2 separate regions of the Gossypium hirsutum genome follow, and region 1 is linked to region 2. The links are chromatin contacts, called in public Hi-C maps. All regions are on one chromosome and are shown on one strand. Each heading gives the region's core, a stretch centred on a gene start, on an enhancer-like site or on the middle of the called end of the contact. The rest is flanking DNA. Distances are from core to core; before and after follow the strand shown.

Evidence for each region. A called contact is a pair of places that touch in the nucleus more often than the background predicts.
Region 1: a Hi-C map of leaf shows a contact between it and region 2, with 2.9 times the contacts expected there. The contact joins the promoter of LOC107949701 here to the promoter of LOC107949710 in region 2. A contact is called at or near these places in 4 of 34 Hi-C or Micro-C datasets (all in leaf).

What each region holds. Positions count from the first base shown.
Region 1 is chrD03:41,762,358-41,768,237 of Gossypium_hirsutum_v2.1, forward strand. LOC107949701 (calmodulin-binding protein 60 A) reads right to left here and starts at 4,404. Exons shown (of 7, transcript XM_016884434.1): 1 at 4,266-4,404; 2 at 3,537-3,615; 3 at 2,120-2,172; 4 at 1,537-2,024; 5 at 1,005-1,165; 6 at 649-855; 7 at 1-554. The coding sequence starts at 4,321. The coding sequence ends at 18.
Region 2 is chrD03:41,393,812-41,399,860 of Gossypium_hirsutum_v2.1, forward strand. It overlaps LOC107949710 (callose synthase 10), which reads right to left and starts at 4,079. Exons shown (of 51, transcript XM_016884453.2): 1 at 3,608-4,079; 2 at 2,290-2,387; 3 at 995-1,161; 4 at 436-547; 5 at 50-160. The coding sequence starts at 3,821.

The DNA.
Region 1 (5,880 bases), core at 3,154-5,653, 370 kb after region 2:
AATACGGCAATCCATGGCTATATTTGAAGACCTCGGAATTTTTCTTTAACTCTTCTTTTAATGGAGAACCATTTCAGCACACTGAAAATCTTAGTCCATCTCCTCTGTGCTTGAACAGCGACAGTACGCCGCAAAAGGAAACCGTCAACCGCAGTTTGTAGATCCGCTTGTGATTCCAAACCAAGGCTCTGGGGTTGAAGATCACTATCGAAATACCGAAGGTGATCTTCATCACAGAAAGTCTGAGTAATATCTGTGTCACAGATCAGGGAATTAGTGACTTGGCCAGGATAACTCAATGCTTGCTCATATCCATGCAGCGCATAATCGTCTAAGCCGCTCAAACCCCCAACTGAATAGATGGTTGAAATGATATCTGGAGAAGAAGCACTTGGTTGTGCATAATCAAATCCACGTATCTCTTGAGAAGCCAAATACTTGGTACCATTAGAAATCTCCCTCTTGACTGAGCTTGTCAGTGAGGCTTCATCATCGAATGAAACAACTTCTTCCCAGTGTTGCAATGCAGAAATTACCAAGTTTTGGGCTTCAATCTGATGGTGGAGCAGATAATCAGAAGCTGCTAATGATAAAAGTAAAGTAAATAAATAAAAATAGATAGACAAAATCAGATAAGAGTAAGTGTACCTTCTCAGTTTCAGACAGCTTATCAATTGTATTATATTGGCATTCCGAAAGTAGACCCATCACTTGTCCAACAATGTTGAAGACCACACCAGATTTCTGTTGAGAACCAGGAGGGCAGTACAAGTGCATCCTCTTATCAAGCACACATGTTCGAGCATGCTCCACCGTGACTTCCCACATCTTGGCAGACATACCTGTGCCAAGGATCTGCATAACCAAATATTCATGCTATTAGTATTTTAACATCGTCAAAATCCTAAATGTCGATGAATAGTCAACATGAAACCTGGCTAAACAGGAAACCTTCCATAAAAATTCTAAGCAGCATGCTAAAAGAAAGAGCAGTCGAGTCTTACATGGCGCAACCTTGGAGGATCTATGAAGAGCATGGTCAAGAAATCCTTTACACAGTTGATATTTTCCCGACTCAAGCGCTTATGGAAAGCCCCATCTTTGCCAATTTTCTCTAATCTCCACACTTCATCAGAAAGAGATGGAGGATGGTGCTTCTTGTATACTGCAACCAGAAACTGAAAGTTGAAAAAGAGTTCTTTCTATCTTCTATCTCCTTCTCATAATGGCTTAAAAACAACCATGTCAATGCATATACAAATTCAGAAGCCGAAACGAAAGAAAAAGACAGCAATGTAACTTTTATTTTTCTTGTTGTGATTGGAATCCTGAAGAGTATTTTGATATTTGCAATTTAATAATAGATTAAAAGTGGAGAAAGAAGGAAAACGATATTAGAATTTGTTCAACAGCTTGATATCATCAATAATAGACAACTACAGAACACTACTCAAAGTGACAAGCATCTGATTTCGTAGCCAGAAAATTTCTATTTCGTGTGCTATATAATATAGGTACTAATAAAAAAGTACTTACATTCACCACGATGATCCCTGACAATGAAGGATTCCGTCTTTGCTTCTCTTACTCTAGTTCCATCGGAGCCATCAACAACTCTGGCACCAAGTCTGAATCGACGGCTTCTTGTCCAGCTTGAATTATCCGAGAACGAAATTTCACCCACTAATCCAATTCCCCTGGTAAGAGTTAGAAATGCGTCTCCGGCAAGAAGAGGTTTCTTTCCTTCTCTCTCTCTTACAATGTTATTCTTAAACTCTTCAAGTGTCCAATTGTCCCCCTCATCACCATCAAAATCTCCCTCAAGAACCACAACCTCTACTTTGGCAGAAGACTCAGGGCCAGAGGAAACTATTTGTCCAGTAAGAGAATCGACTATGGCCACCTTAATGACAGAACATTCTTCTGCTTCAATTCGAGTTCCAGTGAACACGGGAAGAGAGAGATTATTTAAGAATTGGAGTTGTAAGATTCTTGATGTAGAATTTACATCCTTCCCTCCATTCCTTTAAAAAAAGAGCAGAATCGCGTGGTTAGTATACTATGAAGCTAACCCAACTTTCTGTAGAATTTTTTTCCCTTCTTTTAATTGAATTTGTACCTTTTCATATTGTTCAAATGCTTTCTAAAAGCCACTTCAACTTCCTCTTTGACCTAAGGAACATAACATAGTTAATGTACATATGATAAAGAACTACCAAAATATATGGGAGCTTGCCACCGATGGATAAGAATACAAGTTTTTGCTCGCTTTTCCCAGAATAACTTTGAAATTAGATGTCAGACACAATAGCATCGGCATTAGAAAAAGACAATGAAAAACACAACAATATTAGGCAGCATGTCCATCCAGTGAAGCAAAATAGCATTGATATAACATTCACAGAAAGGTTGAGTGAAGATGCCAAGAGAATGTGTTGAACTGAAAAGCATACAAGACATATCTGTATGACAGACATAGAATCGAGTATCAAGAGTTTCAATTATTTTAGAAAGGCCAACTGTCTGTTTTCTATGACAAATTCAGTTTACACCTTCAGTTTTGTTTTATCATGCTTCCTATCTGATCTCAAAGCTTAAGTGAAATAACTAGAGAAAAAGACAGCTAAGTCGAGGAAATATGTTCCCAAGACACATGAAGACAACCAATTTTGTTGCTAAACACAAAGGTGTATATGGTCCAACAAATCTTAATGGGGTTAATGGCTAAGCTATGATCATCAGACTGAAAACATACTTTCAATAATATAGTTAAACCTCCAAACTAAAACTAATTGACACGAAGTGGAGATGTAAGGATCAATGAGATTCTCCATTCTCAACTTCTCCTTATAAAGTGTCCATCTATTTCAATATGTTTGGCTCTATCACGTTGAACTGGATTGTGGGTGATACTAATAGCCAACTTGTTGTCACAATACAACCTCATTGACTCATTCCATTTAACCTTAAGATCATCCAAGATGATCTTTATCCACAAGAGTTCACAAATGCGTTGGGTCATAACCCTAAACTCTGCCCCTGCACTTGATCTTGCCACCACTGTCTGTTCTTTTATTCTTCCATGTCACTAAGTTCCCAAAAGGTAGAGTACAATACCTGGTAGGCGATATACTATCAGTGACATCCAACATTTATATATAGGCCCCTTTGGTGTGCTCCCTTAAGGACTGAAAACTTTGGCTTAATTCCCCATTGTTGGGTAATAAGTTTAGGCCTTCCAATTATAAGGAAAGCCTTAAGGAAAAAACTGCAACATGCAAATGTCAGCGCTGTATGTGTAACCGTATCCAAAATTTTTTACTCCCGTGTCCAAGCAGCGTGGACTATAATAACTGCTAAACTAAACCTCATTAAGCATAGGACACGGTAATTTATGATTTCAACTCTTGAGAAAGGCAAGCTCACTAATACTCTCTTTTACCATGTAAATAAAAATCTACACCTATTATATGCAGGAAAATGATAAATAATGTAGGAGCACTTTTGAAATAACATGATTAAAGAAAGAAACATACCACCCTACGAATTAATGGCTCCAAAACTGGCTCCAGCAAATGCTGGACTGATTGCAACTTCATCACCTCCTGAACCACACTACCATCGTTTACAAACAGATTAGCAACCAGAAGAAACACTATAAAAATAATGCATAATATTAGATGGATTATATTACCAATTCATCACAACACATGGATAGGTGTAAGTGAGGTTCAACCAAATGCCTAATTCAGTTATTTTAATTGGTTACAATATCAGCCAACAACTTTACTAAGAAATAAACTCAGTACAAATATTCACTCATTTAAACTTAAATATACCTAACAAGAAAACCCCAAATTATGCATCAATAAGGGAAAAAAGAAGAATGAAATTAAGGTAAGAAAGGAAAGGCGTGTACTTTCTCAATGTAGGAACCCTTCTCCGTTTATCCTGATCAGGAGTAAAGGCTTCTGAGGGTCGACCCTTAGTACTATCTTCTTGGGGTCTCTTATGAGACATTGTTAAAACTATTAACTCCAACAATGAAAACACCCCCAGAAGCTAAGCTGTTTGGATGGTGATGAGGTTCATTCACAAACACTAAAGAACCCAACATGCGGCACTTCAATTGAAAAGGAAACCAGCAGGAGGAGATACTATTTATTTATTCATTCATCAGTAAATGATAATCAAAGAGTAAATCCAAAAGTGGAAAAAAAGAAGAAGCAAGAGTTAAAACCCTTTTTCCCATCCCACTTTCCTACCCATTGTCTGAATTTGGCTGTGTCTGGGATGCTTCTTCACCCTGAATCTCTTTCATGATCCTGTATTGGCCCTTTCTCTCTCTCTCTCTCTCTCTCGTCTGAGTTTAACACTTTAACTGCTTGGGTAGGTGGTTGTGTTTCTGTGTTGTGTGTTTATATGTAACCAAAGGATATCCGTCTGAATGTGGGACCCCACTGACCCCGTTTTGGAACTAAACAAATCTATAAACATGATGTGCTGTCCTTTCTCTTTTTACTAGGGAATTATTGGAAGAAAGGAAATTTGATTTTCCTAAATTATCTATTAAATTTTAAATTAGCCTCGAGACTTAAAAAATTATTTTCTTTTTCTATTAGCTTGTTTAACATAATTGATTTTAATTTGTTTATTTATTCTTCCTATTTCATATATAGGTTAAATAGGCAATATATGTGGTTTTTTAATTGATTAAATAGGTCGTTTTTTTAAGATTTAGGAAAATAGGTCAATTTTGAAGACTGTTTGTGAAAGCGCGCCTAGCAAGACACGTTTACACACACTCTCCTCAGCCATCAATTTTTTTTATGATTTTTTAGGGTTAAGGTTGGTATTAAGGTTAGATTTTTTTGTTTAAGAATTAGGGTTTTTATTGGGTTTAAGGTTTTGAGAGTGAAACTGTGAAAGTTTATAGGTAGATTTGAAAGATTGGGGATACAAAAACGTATCTCAAAACACATACACTTCATATGTCATGTCAGGATAGGACCATTACCTAAGAAATTCATCTTATATAAGTCAGCTTTCAGGGTGACAATGCTTGATACAATCACGGGTTGAAGTCTAAGTGGAGGTCCTAGTCAACGGTCGTTATGCGGTCACAGGTTTGAGTATAACTGGGGGTCAGTTGGCGGTCGTTATGCAGTCACGAGTTCAAGCTTTTTGGATACCCGCAAATGATGCCTTATATATACCATACATAAGATTGATGCCATAATCATAGGAAAAAATGAAGGGCTTTTCGATGTAATCAATGTAATTTTTTTCTCTATTTCCAAGCAGTTGATATCTTTAACCTTTCATTCTTATCTGAGGGTTGGCATCGAGGTTGACACAAGAGGGCTCTCAAGCGAAAAACGAATGTTCAGGTGGAGTAAAAGTCAAACTTGAGTCGGTGCTACAACAGTTGTAGTTATTAATGATTTTTTACTAACTAAAAAGAGCATCACCTTTACTCCATCGAAATAGTCATTGCCCGCCGAAGAGTCCTCCTACGTCCACGACAATGCTGACCTTCTTCTAAGAAGGAAGGTTAAAGATATCGACTGCATGGAAATGGAGAAAAAAAATTGCGCCGATTATAGCGGGAAGCCCCACAGTTTTTCCTTATGGTTATGTCTTTAAAATTTTGTATGGTATTTATAAGGCAAAATCTTCGGGTGTCTAAAAAGTTTGAGCTCGTGCCCACATAACAACTGTTAAGTGGCTCCCCAGTTATACTCTGACCCGTGACCATATAAAGCATCGTCACCCCGGAACCTGACTTCCACAGGATAGGTTTCTGAGGTAATAGTCTCATCTTGGCAGGATATATGAAATGTGTGTCTCGGAACAATATCACATCACCGAAACTCAAGA
Region 2 (6,049 bases), core at 2,829-5,328:
AACCAGTGGGCAAAAGTTGTAGCATGACTGATTAAAGATTTAGACTTACTTCAGGAAAAAGTCCAATAGCATTTGTGAATGATGGTGCTTCTAAAGGGACAATATTGTAGGGCGTGAGTTCACCAGATATAGTTGCATCAGCATTTTTAATTCTTCGCAACTGAAAAAATATATAAAAGATCATATAGTTTTCAACCAAATAAAGATCAACCATATACCTTATTTCAAGACATAAACGAGTTAAAACATGAGATAAAATGGCAAAGAGCGAAGTTGTTAGTAACAGTTTCATGGAGAACAGATTATAAAAGAGAATATCATAGGAACTTCATTGACAAGCTAGAAGTACAACATGCAAATGAATAATATATAAATATTGAAAATATCCAAGACGCTCACTGAAAAGCACATTCAGTGGGTGTTAATCACATGTACCTCATCCTTAATAAGCCTTCCAACCCCATCCGGATCAGCATCTTTGCTAAGTGCCTCCATGACCTCCACTAAGGCCCTCAAAGTAGCAAGGACCTTCTTCATTCCTAAAGCACTAGAGATTTCATGGCACAAAAAATAACAATAATAAAATCATGAAATAGAAAATATGCCAACCAAAAAGAAATAGAAAACTGGCCAAGATGAAAATTTAACGAACAGATAAATGTTACAACTAAATCCAACTTCAGTGTGGTGCTTAGCTTCTACACTAAATTTAAACAGGATGCAAGTATTTAAATTCCAATGTTAAATCATCAACTTCAGAGTTTTGTAAACCTTCCCTCTGTACTTATTTAAATTCCAATTGATGATAGTTTGCTTAGACTAAACTTAGAGATCATTCATTAAATAGGATAAAAAATCAAATAATTGTATTAATTCCCCCAACATATTCTAATTCAAGACAGATGGTTTGAGAATAGTACTTAATATTGCCAAAAACATAAGCACACAAATTAAATCACAAGGAAACTAATAGAATAGCATCAGGTATCCATACTCTCCCAAACTAGTAGATGAGAAGGTTCCAGATTCCCGCCATCTTTGTTCTTCTCTTTGGATATCATCTACTTTGTGCCGCCTCTTATAGAGCTTATAGAACTCCCATAAATGTTCAATATCACGATTACGATCTATTCGCCCACCATCCCTTTTGGCAAGTTTTTGCTGCAGGAAAAAGAAAATGGCGATCAAAATAAGAATTTAGAATGAAATGATTGGGGGGAAAAGGCACCAAGGTTCAGTCATGTAGTAGTAGTTGTTAGATAGCAGATGAAGTAAATCAACATCAAATCCAAATCAAGAATGAAACAATATAATTTGTGGAATAACATACAAGCATATTGTTGTAATCAGAAAACTCGACGGAAGATGAAATCAATATACATAGATTATTAGAAATAGAAATATAAGTAAATCTTAAAAAAGTTGCATTGACATATTTGGTTCACCAAATATTTTACTAAGAATATGATGGTAACTTCCAAATCTATCCTTATCAAATAAAATGCAAATTTTATTAGTTTTATATTTTCCAATGATATTTATAATTGACAAAAATGTCAGTTTAAATCTTCTTTTTAAATAATAGTTATTTTAAATACAAATAAAAGAAAGCAATTATGAGATGAGAAAGCAAATTAATTGAAATGAGAAAACAACAAGAAAGTTTTATATATTTAATATGCATGAAATGAGAAAGCAAATTAATTGAAAGTTAATTTGATAGTGATTAGAATAATTCTAAAATTAATTTGATTTCATGATTTTGTAGTTAGGAAAAAAACTGGGTAAAAAATGAGAAAATTGGGTAAAAATAAATATTAATCAAAGTAAATTTTAACTTTCCAATTGCATGGGAAGTTACTTTCCCACCACTCTTTACAGGAATTGCTATTGCATCATCATGTTTATGAGAAAATTGGCACATACCCAAAAATATGGACACTTTTAAGCAAGCCAAATATAGGAATCAGATTCCCACAAATTAAATTTTTGGGAAGGTGAGCACATTCCTTCATACCAAACACCCTCTAAGGTTAGTGGTCAGTGGGGGTCAAAAACAACAGTGAAATGAATATATTGGCAAATTGTAGCAGTGTAATATGAGTAGGATCTAAAACAGATAAGTGGTAAACATAGCTCATACCGACAAAAAACAATACCATTGATCTGGACCCTAAGAGAAGACCAATGACCATGGTAAATTTATTGCTATCTAGACAGGATAAGCATAAACATTATTTAAACTATATGAAAAAAACTACATAACATCAAAAGCTTACATAATAGTACCTTAATTACAGACATCAAACCAGTCTTGAACTGAAGGACACCTCTACCTTCACTATTTGGGTCCAAGTTTTGGGCCATACCATATGCCTGCTCACAAACTGAAATTGAAAGCATATAAATAATAAACATATCACCATCCAGAAATAAATTAGGATTCAGAAGTGGAACAAACGGTTAAGAAAAAAACACACAAATGCCTAGAGTAACCATAGACATACCAGTCAATGTACAAATCTAATAGGCCATTGGAGGTCAAATATAAAAAGAAAGTTACTAAATAATTTTTTTTAGAAAGAAAAAATGACCACAATAAGGAGAAAAGCTGGCCACTCTATCAAGATGCTTATTTACTTTGGGTGGGTCTAAAGTCATAAAGTAATTTGGATTCCTAGTATATTGCACACCAACATATTCACATAGAAACATATTCAAAAACATAATAACATTGCAGTGAGATTCTAATTAACAATGAACCCAAAACAGGTTGATTATCCAATTTTTTTGCCAAAGTAAACAGCAAATTCTTAGATGTAAATAGAAATTCTCAAACTTCCTCATGTTATATCTATCTGACTAACTTGGCTATTAAAATCAATATGATCTGATGCTTTCAGTTTAATCATTCAACCAAATCAGAAATCTGCTTTAACAACTCAACACAAATAACTGTTTGGGTTTAACTAAAGTCCTCAAATATTGGAATTTACAAGCCCTTGAATATACTTCATGACAAAATATGACACAGACAGACATTTATGTACAATCTGAAAGAGACCCAAAGATCATTCAATTCAAATCGCATTGCCCCACAATAGTCATTTCTATGACATAAAATGGTTTCCATTACAAGCATGCTTATACCTTATTTTTGTTCTATATTACTACAGTTATTGCTTCTGTAAACTTAAATTACGCAATCATGTATAGTTAACCTCTTGTTCCTGCAATAAATCCATCAAATAAGTTCTTATAGTGTTAGTTCAGCTAGACGTGGAAGTCTATGCCGACTAGTATTTCATAGACCGAACAGACAAAGCAAGAACAACACAGCAGGTAAGGAAGATCGAGAACCAATTCGTCTAAATTCAAAACTCCCTTCAGCACATAAACGAAAGGAAGGAAGAATTCAACTCCTACCTATTTTATCTCTGATAATCAATAATATGAGCAAACAAACTCAACCTCGTACATAAACACCAGCTTACTCTATAAAGTCACTTTCAAGTCATTTCCCCTTCCGTGACATAAATTGCCATCAGATCACGTGATCAAGTACCAATAAAACAAAGAAAATAGGAGGAAGAAGAGAGAAACGTACGTATCCTGGCAACATTCGGGTCCTCCGCTTGAATCTCATCCGCAGCCTGAAGGATGGCGTCGATATTAGTGGCGCGACCAAGCGAGGGTGGGAGTTGAACAGCACCGGCGATCCCACTTGGTCTTCTCGCATGACCTTGACCAGCATCTCTGAGCTGCTCTCTTTCCAAGGTAGCACGCACCAGTCTCTCCCAGTTTTTTAAAACCCTAGCCATGGAATCTCAAGAATCTACCAAATCAATAGATAGAACCTAGTCTTTCACATGAAAGAGATGAAATTGAGAAACAAAACAAAAAAACAAGAGACGCCAACTCTGGACGAGTTGAATAGCACGACTCGGTGGTGGTGAGTTGGATCTACAACGAAATATACGAGAACTTCTCAAAGCAGATTTGAAATTGAGGTTTAACGAGGAAAATGAAAGTTAACGCGGAGGCAAAAGAGAAAATGCTGATGGGTGGAATTACTGATAGACCCTCGGTTTTTAAACCGTCTGATCAGATCAAATATTGACGATCTCTCTGATCTCAGAGAAATGAACGGATCAGATTTGTTGCTGTAATTGTCCGCAAACAATATTTTGATACGAGTTTGTAAAGAGGGCTAACCAACTTTGCAGCGGGACGCGTTTGTTATTTTGGAAAGGTAGACTAGTAGACGCTTAAACCTTAAGAATTTATCATACCATGCTTTTTTAAGAAAAATATAATATCTAACCAATATGTAATTATTCAGAGTGGCACTCCTTCTCCAAGCAATTGACCCATTTTTAAACAATGTCGAAATATTATCTTTTATACTTTATCAAGAGTAACAATACTATGAAATACAGCCCAATAAAACTAGTTCACAGCCTCGAAAGCATTTTGATTACTAAACCTACAAAACTCAGGTGCTACCATAGTTACAAGTGAGTGGGTTATAAATTTAAAGTTGATAGTTCAAGTCCCCACACATTATTATTCTCACATCCTTTATTGACATATTTTCTTTTAAGTAATCAACTAAAGAGCTCTCAACTTTGTCAACCAAGCCCATTAAATAGTTATTCGGGTACATTGATTCTCGACAAAGTATCAGACAAAATTTATACTAATAGATAACACTTGACAGAGTTGGGGGACTGGTAGGTTGTTTGGCAAATAACAATTTGAAGATAAAGAAATATTGAGAGCATTATGAAATTATCATTAGTATTTATTTTTTTTAATTAGATTTTATTCTAATTGTTTTTAAATTTTTGATTTTTTTTTAAAGTTTAGTTTGATTGTATTTGATTAAATTTAAAAAATTAAACTTTAAATTTAGTTTTTAACATTAAAACTTTTTAAATATATTGTTTTGATGTTAATTTTAAATTTTAAATAATGTATTAAAATCATAATTTGTTTTTATCTATACATATAAATTAAATTGAAGGTTAATCTTCTTATAAAATAAATAGATAGAGAGTAAAGAACAAAGAAAATGGAAAAGTAAAAGAGAGAACGTATTTTATTGATCAATTCATTAAAGATATATTATTTTGACAATTCATAAAAGATTTAACTTGCATCTAATGGTTGTTGTTACAACATTTTATGAATCACTATATAATAAAGTTTATATTAAGATCCTTGAAAGATTTATAATGCTAGAAGCATATTGAAATTCTCGAGAAATTGATCATTTATATGAATTGGAATAATTTGAACATATGTGGTAAAATTGACTGAGTGAATAGTAGTTGAATGAGGATTATAAAATAATCAAAAATACCTATTTATATTTTTATAGAAGAATTATAATTAATGTTTTCTATGATTATTGTTGAAACTCTAGAAGAGATCAAAATATATTTCTCCCACATTTTCTCCCACTCATGACTTTCAAAAGAATGGTGATATAAATGATTAGCAAATATATTCAAATAATCATTTGAAAAACTAGTATTCGAGATTGAATACGTAGAATATGAGAAAGTATGTGATGTTTTCACGAGGGGAGTAAATACGCGTTCTACTCTTTTTCCCTTAATCGAGGTTTTGTCCCATTGGGTTTTCCTGGTAATGTTTTTAATGAGGCAGCATAATATGCATATTATAGACATGCGTACTCTTTTTCCTTCACTAGGATTTTTTTTCCACAGGATTTTTATCTTAGTAAGGTTTTAACGAGGCACATTATCTACCAATGGACATCTAAGGAGGAGTGTTATGAATATCTTATTAAGTGGATGTCCATCAAGATCAAGACAGGTTTTAATGTACTTTAAATTTTTATAGTCAATAGAAGTAGATCTCTACTTCATTTATATTTCTTATGCCTATAAATAGAGACTTTAGAGAAGTTTTATAAATATTCCGATTGACCAATAAAATACACTCTCTCTTTTACTCTCCCATTTTCTTTGTCATTTACTCTCTTTCTATTTATTTTATAACAAATCTCAATTTTTAATAT